Linked DNA regions of Pan troglodytes: region 2 is linked to region 1. Evidence: chromatin contacts called from public Hi-C data. All regions are on one chromosome and are shown on one strand. Each heading gives the region's core, a stretch centred on a gene start, on an enhancer-like site or on the middle of the called end of the contact. The rest is flanking DNA. Distances are from core to core; before and after follow the strand shown.

Region 1 (2,700 bases), core at 174-2,673:
TAACACGGCATCCCAGTTAATGCTGCGTGCACGGCGGGCGCTGCCGGTCAAATCTGGAAGGGGAAGGAGCTCAGGTAGTCGCGGAGGACGGGGTTGAGGGGGATGCGAGCCAGGTTCTCGCGGCCCACGGTAGCCACGATGCGCTGGCGGCACAGCTCCTGCAGCGGCCGCACGCGGCGCTGGCGCAGCGGGGCCCCCAGCATGCGGCGCGGCGCCGCCACGTAGTGCTCCAGCAGCTCGAAGAGGCAGTCGAAGCTCTCGCGGCTGCCATCCAGGTGAAAGCGCCCGGCCTGAAAGTGCACGCGGATGCTCGTGGGTCCCGAGGCCATCTTCACGCTAAGGGCGAAGAAGCAGTTCCGCTGGCGGCTGTCGCGCACCAGGAAGGTGCCCACGGGCTCGGCGCGCAGCCGCTCGTGCGCCCCGTGCACGCTCAGGGGCCCCCAGTAGAATCCGCAGGCGTCCAGGAGCGCGCTGGCGCGTGTGATGCGCCGGTAATCGGCGTGCGAACGGAATGTGCGGAAGTGCGTGTCGCCGGGGGCCGGGGCCGGGACCGCGGGGCACGGCCGCGGGCGCGCGGGGGCCGCGGACGAGGAGGAGGAAGAGGAGGAAGGTTCTGGCCGCCGTCGGGGCTCTGCTGCTGTGGAGACTGCATTGTCGGCTGCCACCTGGTTGTGTGCTACCATCCTACAGAAGGGGCCAGCCGGAGGGGTGGGCCATAGCGTCCGGGGGTGCGCTGCGGGAGAGACAAAGCGGTGAGCTGGGGCGCTGCGGGGCCGGGCAGGTGTGCGCCGGCCGGACAACTCCGGAGGGCGGCGCTCCCGGCGGACCCGGCCCTAGGGGGCGAGCACGGAGCACCAAGTCCGCGCGGATCCGTTCAGCCTCAGTGGACACAGCTGGAAAATGGGCTCTGTACTCCGCGGAGCTCTTCCCGGCGGGTGGGGGCTCGGTGGAGGCGGAGTCCGGCCTCCGGGCAGCACCGAGAGGGGGGCGTGGAGAGCAGCCGGCTCTGGCTCCAGCCGTCCGGCCCCGGCTCGCCGCCCCGCGCCCGCCGCCTGCTGGCCAGGCTGGGATCCGCGCCTGGTCTGGGCGATTTGGGCTAGGGCCGGAGAAAGGCTGTGCTGCGGGAGCCCCGCGCGCGGGGGGCGGCCTGGGTGGGGCCGGCGAGGGTCAGGGGCATCGCGGCCGCGACCCCATCCTGCAGCCCCCGAGGCCCGCCCGACTCCTGGCTGCCCTGGACTCCCCTCCCTCCTCCCTCCCGCCTCCTTGCCCAGGGCCCGGCTCACCTGGCGGCGGGGCGCGGGACGCCGCGGGCGGGACGGCGGGGGGCTCCGGGGCGCTCCGGGGCGGCTCTCGCGCATGCTCCGGGGCCAGGAGCCGCGCAGCTGCCACGGCCGCAGCTCGCTCTGCTCGGCGCCCGCCCCTGCGCCAGTCTTTTAAACCGGCTTGGAGGCGGGGCTAGCGACGGCGGGAGGCCCCGCCCCTGCCGGCCCCGCCCCCAGCTCCACTTTTGGTTTCTCTTTCCGCGGTGGCGTCCGGCGAGGACCGCTTCGGCCCTGTTTCCCTCTCTTGTGGACCCTCCCGCGGGGCCCTCTGCCCGCCTGTTCGCACCTGCCCCAGCACCCGCCTCTCGAGGGGCTCTGGCCCCGACCCTGCGCCTTCCGGCCACTTCTCGGACCTCTCCTTCGGACTTGGCGACCCCGATTTTGCCCCGCTACCTCCGGTTCCACTTTCTGCCGCCAGGCCCTCTTGGGACGCGCCCTGACACACCCTCCTCCGCCCCAGCTGTCTCCACACCCGCCGGGGGCAGAGCCCTGTCCTCTCCTCCCCTGCAGCCAGATCCCCCTAGGAGGCCACAGAAGGTGTCCCCAACCCTGAGCCTGACCCCACCCGTAGACCCCCTCCTAGCCCCTGCTCCACCCGCCGTCGACGCCCTCAGTCGCCCGCCCTGCTGTCCCGAAGCCCCGGCCGGCCGCGGTCTCTGATCTTGGCTCGGGCTTCCCAGGAAGCGGCGGCCTGACCACAGGCTTCAGAGGAACCCCTGGCGGCGCGGTCGCCTCCACCCCGGCCCAGTTCCTCGGAAACTGGGCGGGGCCGGGCAAGGTCCCTGGTGGCCTCGACTGCCCTCCCTGCGCTCCCACTACCCGGCTGCGGAAGAAACTGAGGCTGGGGAGGGGCTGGGATTTGCAATGGCTTGCAGATTGGGAGCTCTGGACCTGGATCTCGCCTTCCCCGTCTTCATTTTGGGGAGAGGTGCAGCTGGACGACATCAAATTGGAGCCCAGTGAAAAAATGGTGCATTCTCAGACGTGATGAATCCCCAAACCTGGTTTCCTAGCCCTCCTCTCCCCCGACCCCTTCCTCATAGATTTCCCCCTCCTACTGCTCCGTCAGGCATCTGCCCTTCAAAGACTGCCTTCCCACCACACACACGGCCGGGGCTTGGGATGGTGAGCGGTCGGTGGTCAGGGCTGTAATTTGCACACGTGTTTGTGATTTAGTGATTCCGATTGTCGTGCAAGGCCATGGAGTAGGTGCCTGGCTGCTCCGTGTATTTTTGAATGAAGGCATGTGAGGAGCCCCAGCATCACAAGGGGCCACATAAAAACCTGGCTAGGTTGGGCACTTGGTTACTGGCCTCACACTGGGACACACTGCCCTCTACAGACAGCTCTCAGACGGCTTCTCTCCTGGAAGCCCTGG
Region 2 (2,700 bases), core at 120-2,619, 110 kb after region 1:
GAAATTCAACACGGGAAGCACCCTTCCCCCACCCCCATGGACCAAGAGGTGATACTATTAGAGTTATATGGGTTTGTGGTTTCCCCTTACTGTCTCCACTTCCTTCCTGAAACCCTGAAAGAGGCTTCGCAGGAAAGGAAGGGTCTTTCAGATGCCTGAGTGCAGCTGGGAATGGCTGTCCCCAGTTAGCCAGGCTGGTTGGAGCCTAGGGTGAGTTGGCTGGGTTGTGGGTTTGAACCACCAGAATCACTGAGGCACAGCTGGCCCACTGCCGAGTGCTGCCAGCCATCCTGCGAACGCCACCATTGCTCATCCCTGGGAGATGCTCCAGCATTGACCAAAAGGGTTGCCGGGTCTTGTCCTGCTTAGGACAGGCCACTCTAGAGTGATCTATAGTCATACTGTAAGGATAGATCTGGGTCCTTTGCCTCCCAGGGACCCTGAGCACAGAATACACATGACAGGGCCCCAGCACACGGGCAGTGGCCCCTCTTGTTAGTATTAATTATGCACTTATGTGAAATGCACCTGCTCTTGAAGAAGGGGACAGCCAATGATTAAAACAGTTGAGGGCAGGTCACCAGGCTGTTGCAGGCTCCATTAAGAAATGGCTCTGAGAGGGTTACTTTAGAGCAAGGGAAGGGTCTTCTGTTGCAGGGGCTCTGCGCCTGGCCAGCAACACCTCCCCCGCCTTTTTTTTTTTTTTTTTTTTGAGATGGAGTCTCGTTCTGTTGCCCAGGCTGGAGTGCAGTGGCGCAGTCTCGGCTCATTGCAACCTCTGCCTCCCAGGTTCAAGCGATTCTCCTGCCTCAGCCTCCCAAGTAGCTGGGACCACAGGCGTGTGCCGCCATTCCTGGCTAACTTTTTGTATTTTTAGTGGAGATGAGGTTTCACTGTGTTAGCCAGGATGATCTCAATCTCTTGACCTGATGATCCACCCACCTTGGCCTCCCAAAATGCTGGGATTACAGGCTTGAGCCACCACGCCCGGCCAGCCAGTCCCTTATTTTATGGAAACCCCAGCCTATTCCAGCCACCCAAGAACCTTCGTTAAGTGGCTCTGAAGTAGGAATGGCTACTTAATTTGCAGGGATCAGCACAAAATGAAAATCAATAATTTTCAGAAATTAAGATTCAAGATGGTAATAGAGCATTCAAGTAAGCATTGGGGACCCTTCTGAGCACGGGGCCCTGTCTGTGCAGTTTGCACACAGCCCAGGTCTGGAGAGAGTACCAGGCAGGCAGCTGGCTTGTAGCATGTGAATGAACTGAGTCACCCTGCCCTTTGTGGGAGTTGACCTGCATCTTTTCTAGGCTGTTGGCCAGGGCAGGGCTGATGACATGAGCGGGGCTTGCCCTGGTGTGGGCTGAATATGATACACTGTGAGAAGTTGAAGGGAGGGGGATTGGAGTAGGGTGCTCCAGGCAGCATCATCTCTGTACAACAGGAAGTCCCTGAGCTTGGACACATGACTTGATCACCTGTCACAAGGTTCAAGGTGAAACCCAGAAGGCCAGGCAATGATGCATTGAAACTGTCACTACCCAAGTCAGCATTTTCTAATACCATTAAACACTTTTGGCCGGGCGTGGTGGCTCATGCCTGTAATCCCAGCACTTTGGGAGGCTGAGGCGGGCAGATTACGAGGTCAGGAGACCGAGACCATCCTGGTTAACACAGTGAATACTAAAAATACAAAAAATTAGCCGGGCGTGTCGTGGGGCCTGTAGTCCCAGCTACTCGGGAGGCTGAGGCAGGAGAATGGCATGAACCCAGGAGGCGGAGCTTGCAGTGAGCCGAGATGGCGCCACTGCACTCCAGCCTGGGCAACAGAGCGAGACTCCATCTCAATTAAAAAAAAAAACTTTTTTTTATAGATACGAGGTCTCGATGTGTTGGCCAGGCTGGTCTTGAATTCTTGATCTCAAGTGATCCTCCTGTCTCGGCGTCCCAAGGTGTTGGGATTACAGTCATGAGCCACTGCACCTGGCCTCCAACACCATTTTGAAAATTTTGATATATCTGTGATTTTGGATTACATCTGTTTTGTTACTTCTGTTAGAGAAAACTGACCTGGCCGGGCACGGTGGCTCATGCCTATAATCCCAGCACTTTGGGAGGACAAGGCGGGTGGATCACTTGAGAATCAGGAGTTTTAGACCATCCTGGCCAACATGGTGAAACCCCGTCTATACTAAAAATCAAAAATTAGCCAGGCATGGTGGTGGGCGCCTGTAATCCCAGCTACTCAGAGGCTGAGGCAGGAGAATCGCTTGAACCCATGAGACAGAGATTGCAGTGAGCCGAGATCGCGCCACTGCACTCCAGCCTCAGTGACAGAACAAGACTCTGCCTCCAGAAAAAAAAACAAAACTTCAAAAGCAGATTTGTCATTGCCAGGTGACCTTGTTAACCATGGGTGTACAAGGACAAACCACATCTGGGTGAAAGAATTTGTGCCTTGTTTTCTTTGCCTTTGACCTTCAGCCCCGTGCATTCCTGCAAATGCATTGCCCCTGGTAAACCTTATGAAGACCTTAACTTTTCTGTTTTAAGTGAGATTTCCAAGTTAATTTAAGTTGTGGGGAACAGGACACTCCCTTTACTGGAGAGCAATTGGTATCTGAAGAGAATGAGATAGAGGTTGCTAAGGAAACCCTTGTTTGCAATGTTTGGTTTACATAAATTATTGGTGAATA

Evidence for each region. Hi-C and Micro-C count contacts between places; a contact is called where the count stands out from the background.
Region 2: a Hi-C map of a lymphoblastoid cell line shows a contact between it and region 1, with 2.2 times the contacts expected there. The contact joins the enhancer-like site here to the promoter of SOCS1 in region 1. A contact is called at or near these places in 3 of 7 Hi-C or Micro-C datasets (induced pluripotent stem cells, a lymphoblastoid cell line and stem cell-derived neural progenitor cells).

What each region holds. Positions count from the first base shown.
Region 1 is chr18:13,902,455-13,905,154 of NHGRI_mPanTro3-v2.0_pri, forward strand. SOCS1 (suppressor of cytokine signaling 1) reads right to left here and starts at 1,424. Exons shown (of 2, transcript XM_016929424.3): 1 at 1,284-1,424; 2 at 1-733. The coding sequence starts at 683. The coding sequence ends at 48. The region is part of intron 1 of LOC129137279 (a long non-coding RNA gene); the gene reads left to right.
Region 2 is chr18:14,010,177-14,012,876 of NHGRI_mPanTro3-v2.0_pri, forward strand. No RefSeq gene overlaps it. Among named protein-coding and RNA genes, the nearest start is that of RMI2, 18 kb to the left of the region's middle. Within about 2 kb of position 1,370, at least 2 of the 24 cell types and tissues checked have an H3K27ac peak or open chromatin away from gene starts, as enhancers often do. A contact at or near this core is called in a lymphoblastoid cell line, where this site is marked.